Linked DNA regions of Ovis aries: region 1 is linked to region 2. The links are chromatin contacts, called in public Hi-C maps. All regions are on one chromosome and are shown on one strand. Each heading gives the region's core, a stretch centred on a gene start, on an enhancer-like site or on the middle of the called end of the contact. The rest is flanking DNA. Distances are from core to core; before and after follow the strand shown.

Region 1 (6,365 bases), core at 1,734-4,233, 160 kb before region 2:
AAGTTTGGAGCTCTGCTAATTTTCCTGTTTTTGTAGTCGTTTTCGGGTTTATGAGGCAGAGGCAGTAAGCAGTTTTCCTGCAACATGGATAAGCTAGTTTGGACTTTTGTGTGTTAGCTGGTAAAGGATTTTTTTGTAATGTGGGAGACTTGCTTTTGATCCCTGGTTTGGGAAATTCTCTTCGAAAAGGGATAGGTTACTCCATCTAACTCTGGCCTGGAGAATTTGGGTCTAAAGAGTTGGACACGACTGAGTGACTTTCACTTCACTTGGAAGCAAGGCAGCAGCCGATTTCTAGTATCAACTGAGGAATATTATGTGGATAGACAAATCTGCTGGGCTAATCCATGCACTTTCAAAGAGTTCAGTTCAGCTTCCCGTGTATAGAATCTGCCAGCAATGCGGATAGACCTGGGTTCAAGTCCTGGACAGGGAAGATCCTCTGGAGAAGGAAAATGGCTGCTGCTAAGTTACTTCAGTCATATCTGACTCTGCTCGACCCCACAGACGGCAGCCCACCAGGCTCCCCCGTCCCTGGGATTCTCCAGGCAAGAATTACCTTCTCCAATGCATGACAGTGAAAAGTGAAAGTCGTGTCCGACTCTTAGCGACCCCATGGACTGCAGCCCACCAGGCTTCTCAGTCCATGGGATTTTCCAGGCAAGAGTACTGGAGTGGGGTGCCATTGCCTTCTCCAGGAAAAAGGCTACCCACTCCTGTATTCTGGCCTGGAGTATCCCATCAACTGTATAGCTCATGGGGTCACAGAGTCAAACACAACTGAATAAATATTTTAAAAATGGTTTAAAAGTAAACTTTCACTATTCTAAGAATGAAATGAGCTGTTTTCTTTATTCTGTGGGAAAGACTGTAGGAGGCTATTTCGATACATTCTGGCCTTATGGTCCTCTTTCTGTGTTTTCAAAACCAGTAATTTTTCATCTGCTGACATCAACCTTCCATCCACCATCTTTTTTAATTTTTTCCAGATGAGAAAGCTCCTTTTATTAGGGTGGAAATGGTGCACCAAACTAGTCCCTGACAAAAATACTTAGATCTTCAAGATATGGAGATGATACTTAACTATAATGATCAAAGTGATCACATGGATCACAGCCTTGTGTAAATCAGTGAAGCTATGAGCCATGCTCTGGCCACACAAGATGGCCAGGTCATGGTGGAGAGTTATGACAAAACGTGGTCCACTGAGGAAAGGAATGGCAAACTCCTTCAGCCTTCTTGCCTTGAGAACCCCATGAACAGTATGAAAAGGCAGAAAGATAGGACACTGAAAGATGAACTCCCCAGGTTGGTAGGTGCCCAATATGCTACTGGGGAAGAGTGGAGAAATAGCTCCAGAAGGAATGAAAAGGCTAAGCCACAAAATTAAAAGACACACTCCTTGGAAGAAAAGTTGTGACAAACCTATACAGCGTATTTAAGAGCAGAGACATCACTTTGCTGACAAAGTTCGGTATAGTCAAAGCTATGGGTTTTCCAGTAGTCATATGTGGATATGAGAGTTGGACCATAAAGAAAGCTGAGCGCCGAAAAATTGATGCTTTCAGACTGTGGTGCTGGAGAAGACTCTTGAGAGTCCCTTGGACAGCAAAGAGATCAAACCAGTGGATACTAAAGGAAATCAACTCTGAGAATTCATTGGAAGGACTGATGCTGAAGCTGAAGCTCCAGTCCTTTGGCCACCTGATGCAAAGAACTGACTCATTAGAAAAGACCCTGATGCTGGGAAAGATTGAAGGCGGGAGGAGAAGGGGACGACAGAGGATGAGATGGTTGGATGGCATCACCAACTCAATGGATGTGAGTTTGAGCAATTTCTGGGAGATAGTGAAGGACAGGGAAGCCTGGCATGCTGCAGTCCATGGAGTCGGTGCCTTAGCGACTGAACAAGAGCTGACTTCTCCCACTTAGTCAAGTTCAGAGCAAGGTCTGGGCAGAGTAAGTCCCTGAGGAACTTGTGACAAGGCGAAGTGTTTAAGACCCGGACCAGTAGATGGAAACCAAGAGAAGAGCCCCCACCCATGAGGACCAGCTGCAGCAGGGCCCGGAATCTAGACCCTGGAAGAGAGGCTCCAGTTTTCCAGAGGAGGACTAGGGAACAAGAGGAGGGGGAACTGAAGGAGGTGGCAGTGAATAACAATTTGTTTGTTTAAAAAAAAAAAAAAAACCTACCAACATCACACTAGTGGGTCTGACATCCCCTTTAATCATAAGTTGCTAAATTTACAACATCAATAAAAACACAAGGAAAATAAATACATTGGCTTTATCATATTGGAAGTGGTGTGAACGGTAGGGCGTGGGCAGGCCGGCGGGCAGGCGAGCAGCAGCCAGCACAGGAGGCGTCTGAGTGGGGCCGTGAGTTTCAAGGGTCCTCGTCCCAGTCGTCCCAGTCCTGGCTGTAGATCCGTGGGATCTTGCACGGGGACGCCCAGCTCTCGGCCTCGAGGTTCACTTGCTGCTGGTCTTTCTTCTCGGCGGCATTCTTTTTGTCCCGTTGCTGTTGTAGGTAGCGCAAGAGAATGTTTGTTTTTTCTGTCAAAATTATCTGTTCAGACGGGTACTCCTGAGTGGGCAGGTAGACTGGTGGACGTCGGTTCGAGGCTTTGCAGAGACAGTTGGCATGGAAGCTACTAAAATTGCTTTTGTTGTAGACAGGCAGCCCTTTCAAGAAATCAGCCATCTTCTGTTTCCTCCGTCTCTGTCACCGTCGTCGCTGTTGTTGCCGCCGCCACCACAGCTGCCTTAACTGCCTCCTACCTCCTGCTTCCTCTTTATAAGGGCCCTTGATTACATTAGGCGCACCTGGATAATTCGGACTGTTCCCGCCCCACCCAGTCGCAAAGCTCATCGCCTCCCTACAATCTCTTCTGTCACAAAGGTGGGTCACATTCCCGGCCCCGGGGATTAGGCCCCGAGCGCCTCCGTGGCCGTCAGTCAGCCTATCACGAGCCCCGGATTCAGTCGGCGCTACGGAGTGACGTCACTACGGTGCGCGGAGTATGTAAATGAGCTCGGCGTCGGCTGGCCCTGTTCAGCATGTACTATGAAGCGTTTGTGTTATTTTGCAAATATTGCGGTACTGGCAACGTGCTTTTCAGGCCTTTATAGTTGGGAGAAGCCGTTATTTCGTAAGTGAGGGTGTAGAGTTGCGGTGAAGAGAGTGACCGTAAGTGCGAAGTGTTTGGAAGGTGAGGCTGAGTCGGCAGGCAGAGCGAGCAACTCATACTTACCTGGCAGGGGAGATACCATGATCACGAAGGTGGTTTTCCCAGGGCGAGGCTTATCCATTGCACTCCGGATGTGCTGATCCCTGCGATTTCCCCAAATGTGGGAAACTCGACTGCATAATTTGTGGTAGTGGGGGACTGCGTTCGCGCTTTCCCCTGATATATATGGGTTTAAAGGAGAAATCATGTGGTTTTAGAAAGTATCAGAGACACAGTATGGAGAAAGTAATGGTATCCCACTGTAATGCTCTTTGCACGGAGAGGTTTGAAAGGGTGTAGTCGATTACTAAGCCGGACACGACTGAGTGACTTCACTTTAACGCACTGGAGAAAGTGGCAACCTGCTCTAGTGTGTTTATCTGGAACAGTCTCACGCATGGGGGAGCTTGGAGGGCTGCTGTTTCTGGGGCCGTACAGAGTCAGAGACGACTGAAGTGACTTAGCAGTAGAGGTTCAGTAAGCCTTTGCATCTATGTGATTAAGATTACGTATGGATTGGAGAAGGCAATGGTACTCTAGTACTCTTGCCTGAGAAAATACCAGAGATGGTGGAATCTGGTGGGCTGGTGTTTGTGAGGTCTCACAGAGTCGGTTACAATTGAAGTGACTTAGCAGCAGCAGATATGGAGTAGTGACTCCATGTACTATAATCAGTGGGGTTTTTCAGGCGAGTTTACTGGATGGGTAGCATTTATCATTTTCTAGGGGATTTTCCAAATCCAGATATCCTCTATTGCAGGTGGATTCTTTACCAACTGAGCTACTAAAGAAAGCCCAAGGATACTGAAGTGGGTAGTCTATTTTTTCTCCAGCGGATCTTCCCAGCCCAGGAGTCCAACCAGGGTCTATCCTCATTGGGGGCAGATTCTTTCCGTCTGAGCCACCAGGGCAACTCGAAATGCGTTCAATTATTGGGTTCAGTTCAGTCGCTCAGTCGTGTCCGACTCTTTGCAACCCCATGAATCGCAGCACGCCAGGCCTCCCTGTCCATCACCAACTCTCAGAGTTCACTCAAACTCACGTTCATCGAGTCAGTGAGGCCATCCAGCCATCTCATCCTCGGTCGTCCCCTTCTCCTCCTGCCCCCAATCCCTCCCAGCATCAGAGTCTTTTCCAATGAGTCAACTCTTCGCATGAGGTGGCCGAAGTATTGGAGTTTCAGCTTTAGCATCAGTCTTGGTGGCTCAGAGGTTAAAGCGTCTGCCTCCAATGCAGGAGACCAGGTTTTGATCCCTGGTTCGGGAAGATTCCCTGGAGAAGGAAATGGCAACTCACTCCAGTATTCTTGCCTGGAGAATCTCATGGACAGAGGAGCCTGGTAGGCTACAGTCCATGGGGTCGCAAAGAATCGGACACGACTGAGCTGAGCGACTTCACTTTCACTTTCCGAAAGAACACCCAGGACTGATCTCCTTTAGGATGGACTGGTTGGATCTCCTTGCAGTCCAAGGGACTCTCAAGAGTCTTCTCTTGAGTCTTACTGGGTTAAACGGCCAAATTTACAGTACTGAAATGTTTGTTTAGCTGCAGTTTTCAGGGGGAATTACCGATTAAATAGTTGCAGGAGCTGGTTGGTTGCGAATATGCTTTAGTAATGTTCAGAACCGTTTTAAACGCTATTACTCCACAATGGTATTTTTTTTTTTTTTAAGAGAATCTCTGAGGGTGACTGGAAAAGAATTCTAAAAGGAAGTAAACTGAAAAATATACAGGAAGTGGAAGTTAGCATAAACATGATTAACAGTCGACGCTTAATTTTTGCAGCTTTAGGAAACGTATGAAACAAGCAGGTCTGAAGATTTGAATATTTTATGTCAAAATGTCATATATTAGTGTAAATGCAAATAAATAAAAATTTTTTAAAGGTCAATGTTAAAATCACTTTTAAAATAATTATTTTTGCCAGCACTGGGTCTTAATTACTGCTGGAGGTTTTTCTCTAGTTGGGGAAATGGGGGCCACTTTGTTGCAGTGGGAAGGTTTCTCGAAGAGTGTGGGCTCAGTAGTTGTTGCCCAGGGACCTAGTTGCCCCAAGGCATGTGGGATCGTCCCAGACCAGGGATCCAACCCAGGTTCTGTGCATTGATAGGTGGATTCTTGACCACTGGACCATCAGGGACGTTCTAAGATGACTATTATTTAAAGAACAAAACAAGAATTAAGTATTGATGAAGATCTGGAAAAATTGGGACCCTTTTTCACTGCTGGTGGTAATGTGAAATGGTGCAGTTACCATTCTAGTGTGCATAGGTTCTAGTGTGCATAACAGCAGCTAACAGCTATAGACAGTTCCTTGGTTCCAGGCAGAGTTCTAAGCACTTTACAGAGTACTCCCATTTATAGATGAGGAAATTGAGGTCCATGAAAGGTTAAATAATAATTTCAAGGTCACGCAGGGAAGTGACACAGCCAGGCTGAGAACTTCAGAGTCTGAACTCTGAACCCAATCCACAGACTGTCTACCCTCTACATAAATGTCTGCATTTGTATACTGCTTGTTCTTTTTTGGACAAGAGTTATTGTGGTGCAGAATTTTTTAAATATTTATTTATATTTATTTTGGCTGCACTGGGTCTTATTTGCAACATGCGGGATCTTCTGGTCTTGGCATGTGAGATCTAGTTCTCCTACCAGGGATTAAACCTGGGCACCCTGCATTGGAAGTGCCAAGTCTTAGCCACTTGACCCCCAAAGAAGTCCCCTAACTTTTCAAAGTGAATGCCCTCCTGGGAATTCCCTGGTAGTTCAGCAGTTAGGACTTCGCACTTTCACTGGGAAGAGTTCTAGTTCAATCTGTGGTCCGGGAAATAGGATCCCATAAACCTCAAGGCCAAAACAAAACACACACTCACAAGTTAATACTCTCCTAATGGTCTTGATGATGCAATAAATGTGTATTTCTAATTCTACTTCTTGATATCATCACTTTTTCACTCCCTGCTGCTGCTAAGTCGCTTCACTCGTGTCTGACTCTGTGCGACCCCATAGACTGCAGCCCACCAGGCTCCCCCATCCCTGGGATTCTCAAGGCAAGAACACTGGAGTAGGTTGCCATTGCCTTCTCCATTTTCACTCCCAGGAATTGACAAAAATATTGAGTTCTTCAATTTCAAC
Region 2 (6,691 bases), core at 88-2,587:
CATATTTCCTCTGTTTTGGGGAAAGGGATATGCAGAATTAAACTCTGCACTCTAGGAAGCCTGTGATAGAGTACTGAACACAAGTTGAAACCCCTGTAATCACCAAACACTATAGAAAGTGCTGGGAATGGAAAAAGTACAATCGTCGTCCTGTAAGAATTAAATATTCATTTAACGAATATTTATTAAGTATCTGCTAGGTTGCAGACTCTAAACCTTGGGAGTTAACAGTGAACACAGGTAAGGTTCCAGTTCTCCTGGGATTTACTAAATACGGAGTAAAAGCTCCAATGTCCCTTGCAAAAGAGAAGTGAAGACATTTTGGCCCCGGGACCTGATATTAAAGCATTCAGGTCCACTCTAACTTAAGCTGTCGGTTGAGAATCTGAACCAACTGTTCTCCATTTCTGTCGGGTTGGTAGTATCTCGGGGCCAGGGCGACCTCCGGCGGCCATCCTCCGCCCTGCTGCCCGCTGTGGCTCCCCTGGGCAGAGAGGAAGGGAGGCGCCAAGAGCTGGATCGTCAGGGGAGTCCGACTCCCCACACCCTTTACAGACCAGAGAGTCGCAACTAGCTCGTGGCAGTCTCAGCCCCATCTCTCAGGTGAGAAAGCTTCTCAAAACGGAAAGCACCATTCATTCAGGTCACGAACAGGGCGGGCTCGCCGACGCAAAGGGAGGGTTGAAGACGTCAGGGTGCGGAAAAGGAGACTCTTCACCCCCACCAGTCGAAGACCGAGACGGAGCCTCAGGCCCAGATCGTCCCCCTTCTCTCTCAGCATTCAGAATCTTTTTCTCCCTTCTGGCTTTGCGCCGCACAACCGCAGAGAAACCAAACGGAGAACTGGATAAGGCTTAGGTGCCTCCCGGGACTTCTCTGAGAAGTACCCCTAAGGCGGGCTGGTCACCGGAAGTGGCTGTAAAGCCCGGGCCCCTACGAGGCTCCGCCCTCCACTGCGCTACCGGGAGGCCACGGGCCGCCCCCACTTCCGGTCCCTGGAGCCGTCGCCTGCAGCCCCCCTTTTCTGCTCTCCCATTGGCTACCGCAGGGACGCGCTGTGATTTCCCATTGGTTGCGTCTCTACCCCGGCGCCGCACCTCCTCCCTCCAGGCGCAGCCCCGTTTCCCGGAAGCCGATAGGCTAAAAGCTGGGAGGGCGTCTGCCCCACTGGACCAACGAGCGGCGCGAAGAGAGAGGGCGGCGGCTGCGTGGTGGGGGCAGGGCGGGACTCGGCGTGGCTATTGGCCAGGGCGGGCACGGGCCGGAGGTAGGATTGGTTGGGCCGCGGGGCGCCGCGGTGGGTCGGAGCTGCGTGGCCTCCGCGGCTGCGGGAGACGGAAGTGGCGAGAGCGCGGCCTCCGGAGGGTCGGGCGGACGCCGGCTGGGTGAGTCACCGTGCCCCGTGCACTGCCGGTCTGCGAACCGCAACCACCGCGTCTTGCCCGGCCCCGCCCCGGCCCCACCGGCTTTCGTGAGCCCCGCCTTCTGTCATTCGGGGCTCCGCCTCCGAATCTTTAGGCCCCGCCCCTAAAACCTGGGCACCTGGGCTCCCCTGTCAGCCTGACCCGCCCCCCCACCCCGTGACCAGATTCCCGAGGTCCGGACACCGTGGGCCTCCCAGGCCTGTCCTTTTCTCGCTCTCCCTCGCTTTCTCTGAGGCTGCTTGCCAGTGGGCGGTGAGGCAGCAACCCCGGACTTGCCGCCTCCATGAGGAAGGGTGGGCTGTGACCATGGAGGCGGGGAGGGCCACGGATGGAGACATATCCACACAGCCTTCTTCGGGGTACTGCTGGACTGCCCCCTGAGCTCGCATAGCAGGCATGAAGAAAACTGTCAGTGAAACCTGGGCCTGGTTACCTCAGTGGCTCCCTAGGTGGGCCAGGGAGGCCCATCCTGACATTCCCGTTGCTTGGGCCCACTTGACAGGTACTGACTCTGAGGCCTGCACTTGCCTGATTCTGTCCCTGTTGTGTGGCCTCCTCCCACTAACCTGCTCCTCATTTGGTGTCAAGTGCCCTCAGAGGGACACGTCCAGCCCTGCTGCCTTCTGATCACAGGTTGTGGTCCCCTCCCTCTTGGCCTCTGCTCTGGACTCTGCCCCCAGTAAACAGGTCAGGTGGGTGCTGCTCCCAGACTCAGAGGCTGGCAGAGTGCTCTTGTGGATTCATGTTTCCACCAGGACCAGAAGTGAGCCCTGGTTGGGCATCCTCTATCTCTACAGAGCTGGCAGATCTTTTGCTTTCCCACAAAGAACGGGGTTCGGAGCATTTTAATTCTCTTCCTGGGATTGGGAATCAGGACTCGAGTCCTGCTGCAGGACTTTGTGGCTGCCTTCATGCCCTGCAGAGTCACTTGTTGCTTTCTCTGCATGTAGCTCCCATTGCCTCTGTCTGGCATACTGACTTGTGGAGAGGCTGGGTTCTCTGTGAGGGAGGCAGATAAGAGTTGTGGGGAAGTTCGGGAGTAGTTCTGTGGCATTTGTTGATACTGTGGTGATGCTCCGTGCTCTTGACTCATATGTTTCTCTGTCTCCTTACAGTGAGAAGCAGGCAGCCAGGACCCTCACCACGATAGAATGGTGAGTACTCTTTGCTCAGACTGCGGTGTTTTCTGTAATCCTGGTGTCTTTCTCCATGAAGCTGCCCGCCCCTCCTGGACCTTGAGCTCCAGGCAACTCTGTTCAGCAACTAAACAGGTTCATCTGCCCTGGAGATAAATTAGGGCTTCTTAGGTTGCAAAACATCAGCTGATACACAGCACTGGGAGCGGAGGCCTCTGGAAATCTTTTTCTGCACGTACTCTGACATGCTTTCCCCACACCACCACTGTCTCCCTTAGTTCTTCATATTGGCCCTTGTCTTGCTCCTCCTGGTCCTTGGGTGAAGCTCTCTGCTTTGGTCTGAAAAGTTAGACTTCCTTTATATCAAGACCCTTGTAGTTCCTACTGAGTCCCTGAAGTATTGTGGGTGCTAGATCAGGAGTGACCCCTCTAAAACTGTGGGGCTTCTCTAGCTCCAGAGTGCTGCTCTAGCTCACTGAAGCACCCTCAAGGTACCCAGAATTTCACTGGGGGCTGTGTGTGTGTTATAATGATCCCATACGTTTTCTACTAACAGTAACTGCCATTTTTTCACCTCAAATACAAGGAACCTCTGAATTCCTGAGAGCTGGGGGGAGGAGGAGGAAGTAGTGAGATGAGAAGGGAGTGGACAGCTGCAGGCCTGGGTTCAGATCAGGCCCTGATTCTGGCTGTATCTCTTTAGTTGTTTCACGTGTCCCCAGTGCTTAAGGACAGGTCAAAGCATTCAGGTGATGAGAAGACTTGCTCTTTTCCTTCCATAGACATGTGGGTGTGTGGTGTGTATAGTATTGTTCTGGTCTCTTCTCAGAAAGCCTGCTGGTCCTGGCCCCCACCCACTGATAGCCCTTGTCCTTTTTCTCTCTGTGATACCATGAAAGGAGTCAGTCTGATCTAATTTTGAATCCTAGCACCACCACTTAAATACTTCAGGTGAACTGACTTTCTCTGTAAGCCTCAAATCTCATGAAATTCTTTCAGAGTTGAATGGTTTTAGCCAGATAATGTTTGAAACATGTCTGGCTCATAGTAGATGCTTAATAAAGTGTCAGGTTTCTCCTATTCTCCCTTCCCCCAAGACCAAAACCCAAACAAAAGCCCTGGTTTCTGAAAGCTACCAGGCACTGGGAGTGTAGGGTTTCAAACAGTTCCTCCTGTGACTCTCGGTGACATTTCAAGTGTCTTATCACTGCCCTTATTCTCTGGCCCTCTACGCAACTCCCTCCATTCCCCTACCCTTAGGTTTTGAGTTTTGTGTTTGCATAGTTTCTGTGGTTCATAGTTTCAGCTCCTCTCTTTTCTAGCCGAAGAAATTTCTTAGGACTTTCTTACCCTTAAGACAGAGGATGTGAAACAAGGGGAGAGGTGGAGCTTAAGGACTAGAGCTGGGCAGGGGCCTTAGAATAAAAAACCCCGAGAATTTCCCTTTCAGGAGTGTGCAGTGACCCAACTGTCATTAGACCTGTGTCCATTCTAAGGGGCAAAAGGGGAGTGGGATTAGTGAGGTCCAGGGATTGGAAGACACCGATGGACAGGGGAATGGTGAGTGGTGGTTTTGGAGGGAAAGGAAGGAAGCCTAGAAACTGGAAAGGGCCCGCGATGGAGGGAGGTGAGATCCATCTTGGGACTCACAGCAGGATTTGGGGGGACTGGGAGGGCTTGGGGACGGACGTGTGGAAGAGGGGTGTGGGGTGGCTCACTTGGGAAGAAGAGGAATGAAAAGATGTAGGCGGTCTCGCCGTCCCCTTCCACGCCGCTTGGGAGCTGGGGGCGCACTCGCTCAGCCCCGGGTCCTGAGGGACCCCAGAAGCGGCCCCCTACCCACCCCAGGACGCGCTCCTAGGCCGCGGAGGGGCGGTGGGGAGGGAGGAGCCCGGGCTGTGGGCGGGGCCCGGGGCGTCCCGCCCCCGCCCTCCGCCCCGCGCGGTCGGGGCGCTCCCCTCGCCGGGTTCCCCTCCCTTCCGCGCTCGTGAGCGAGGGCGGAGCTGGGCTCGCTCCATTGTGGAGCCGAGGGGAGAGGCGCGCGGGAGCCGCGCCGAACCCCGCCGCCCGCGCTCGCCTCCTGGCCGCTGCGGCTGCACCTGGCCGGCTCCGCAGCCGGGATGCGGCGGGCGCCCGGGACCGGCGGGCAGCGCAGCGGCTCCGGGGACATGTGCGCTGGCCCAGACCGCCCGCGACCATGAGCCTGACCGCCCGCGTTTCCTGCTCCATGCTCAGCTGCTTCGTAAGTGCCTGCTCCGCCTGCGGGGCGCGGTGGGCGGGGGGGGGGGGCCCGGACCCCGACGCCGGCTGCACCCGCAGCCCCGCCCAGGGCCGGCCCTCGAGATTCCGAATTTCAGCCCATCCTCCTTCCCAAGGGCCCTGCCTGGCAGGGAGAGGGGATGTTACCCCTTTTCTTTACGGGACTTGCTTTCATCTTTGGGTGCCGAGAATTGCCGAAGGCCGGGGATGGGAATTCAGTGACCCATCCTGGCCCCGAAGCCGCTGCCCTTGACTGCAGAGCTTGAGGCCCCGCCCTGCGCGAGTACCTCCTTTACCTCCGCCTCTCGGTCTTGGTCCCGTCCGCCGCATCCTTGCTTGGAGGTGTGGGATGTGGCCAGTAGGCCTTCTGGGATGTTTGGGGGCTGGTCAGGGAGCACAGGATGTTTGAGCTGTCTCCCTGGCTCCCGTCTCCTCCCCCTTCCACCATTCCACCCCTCACCTGACGCGCCAGTCTTTTCTCCTTGACTGTCCCCCAGACAGCCTCTCTTCTCCATCTTCCCTGCCACTCTGCCTCTGCGGGCCTCCGTACCTCTGCATCATTCCCCGCCCTCCCCTCCTCCCCCTTTGGCTTAATGCTCCTTCCCAGCTTCTCCCATCTGTCCGCTCAGATGTTCCCACCCCTCCCCTCCTCACCGTTCCCCCCCCACATCCCCTCCCCCATGATTGCCAGGTTTCTTCTCTCTGTCCTTGGGTCTCCTGGTTCCTCCCAGGCGCCTGATCCCCTCCTCTCCCTGCCCTCCCTGGTGGCTGGGAAAGGAGTTACTTCTGCTTGCTCTGGGATTCCTCAGGAATTCCCTTCAGATCGTCAGCCAGGGCAGGTTGCTTGGCAGGTGGGGGTGCTTATTAGCAGTGAGGGCCTAACTGGAAAGGAAGCTCCACTACAAAACACATCCTCCTTTTGAAAGCATCCGTGAAGGCCCTCTAGAGGCATGGGCCTGAATCCCGCGCTTCCCTCCTCTTTGTCTCCTTCACCCACCAGTTTGAAGCCTCAGTGGAGTGGCCTGGGCAGCCTGCATCCCCTCCTGTCTTTGTGACCAGCTTGCACACCTGGTTCCTACTCCTCAGGGCAGCACTTCCCATTTCCCACTTCTGTCCTACCTTTCCAATTCGCCCTTCTTTTGCTTCATTTCCTCTCCTTCATTTGGGCAGTTTGGGCTCTACAGGAGATTCCCTCTTTGGGGAGCACAGATTCCCAGTGACTCTGTGGACCTTGCTCTTCTCTTAGGCTTAAGAGGCTTGAGTTCCCCCTCCACTTCACTCCTCACACAGCAAGCCGGGCCTCTCTTCCCTCCTCTGGAGACCAGAACCTTTTTAAGGGGTGTATGTGGGGTTATTGTGGGGAGGGGAGCAGAATGAGGCCTGATGGGCCAGGTGGAGCCTGATGACTTAGGGTTGAGGCCTTCCCCACAGGGTGAGGAGGGGCCCCCCAGCCTGGAGTACATCCAAGCCAAGGATCTGTTCCCCCCCAAGGAACTAGTGAAAGAGGAGGAGAATCTGCAGGTAAGGAAGAGCTGGGGGCCCGAGGTGGGTAGAGCTCCCTGCCGGGTTCAGGAAACACCCTTCCTTTCCTCCCCAACCTCCAAATATCTCCAAGGGGATCTGGTATGGGAGCTCTGGCTTCCTGCTCCTGGGTCTCTGGAGGGAGGGGAGTGAGTCTGTTGTGGAGCCTTGGGCCCCAGGGAAGGCAAGAGCTTTCCTGTATGGCTGTTGCCTGGTGCTGTTACCATGGAGAAGACTCTTGTCCTGCCTTGGCCCAGCTTTTCCAGAGGGGGTCCTACAAATCAAGGGTTGGAGAGGGAAGTGAAGGGGTGACTCATTTCTGGACTGAGGTCCCACTGCCCCCTGGCAGGT

What was found. A called contact is a pair of places that touch in the nucleus more often than the background predicts.
Region 1: a contact with region 2 is called in a Hi-C map of tail adipose tissue, with 2.1 times the contacts expected there. The contact joins the promoter of LOC101102994 here to the promoter of MTMR4 in region 2. A contact is called at or near these places in 5 of 16 Hi-C or Micro-C datasets (blood, hypothalamus, liver and 2 more).

The regions. Positions count from the first base shown.
Region 1 is chr11:9,318,633-9,324,997 of ARS-UI_Ramb_v3.0, reverse strand. LOC101102994 (DET1- and DDB1-associated protein 1-like) reads right to left here and starts at 2,983. Exons shown (of 1, transcript XM_042255310.2): 1 at 2,208-2,983. The coding sequence starts at 2,704. The coding sequence ends at 2,387. All of the region lies in intron 1 of TEX14 (testis expressed 14, intercellular bridge forming factor), which reads left to right. LOC114117049 (U1 spliceosomal RNA) reads left to right here and starts at 3,247; the gene lies at 3,247-3,410.
Region 2 is chr11:9,160,453-9,167,143 of ARS-UI_Ramb_v3.0, reverse strand. It overlaps MTMR4 (myotubularin related protein 4), which reads left to right and starts at 1,337. Exons shown (of 20, transcript XM_060395112.1): 1 at 1,337-1,926; 2 at 2,540-2,578; 3 at 6,251-6,340; 4 at 6,690-6,691. The coding sequence starts at 2,576.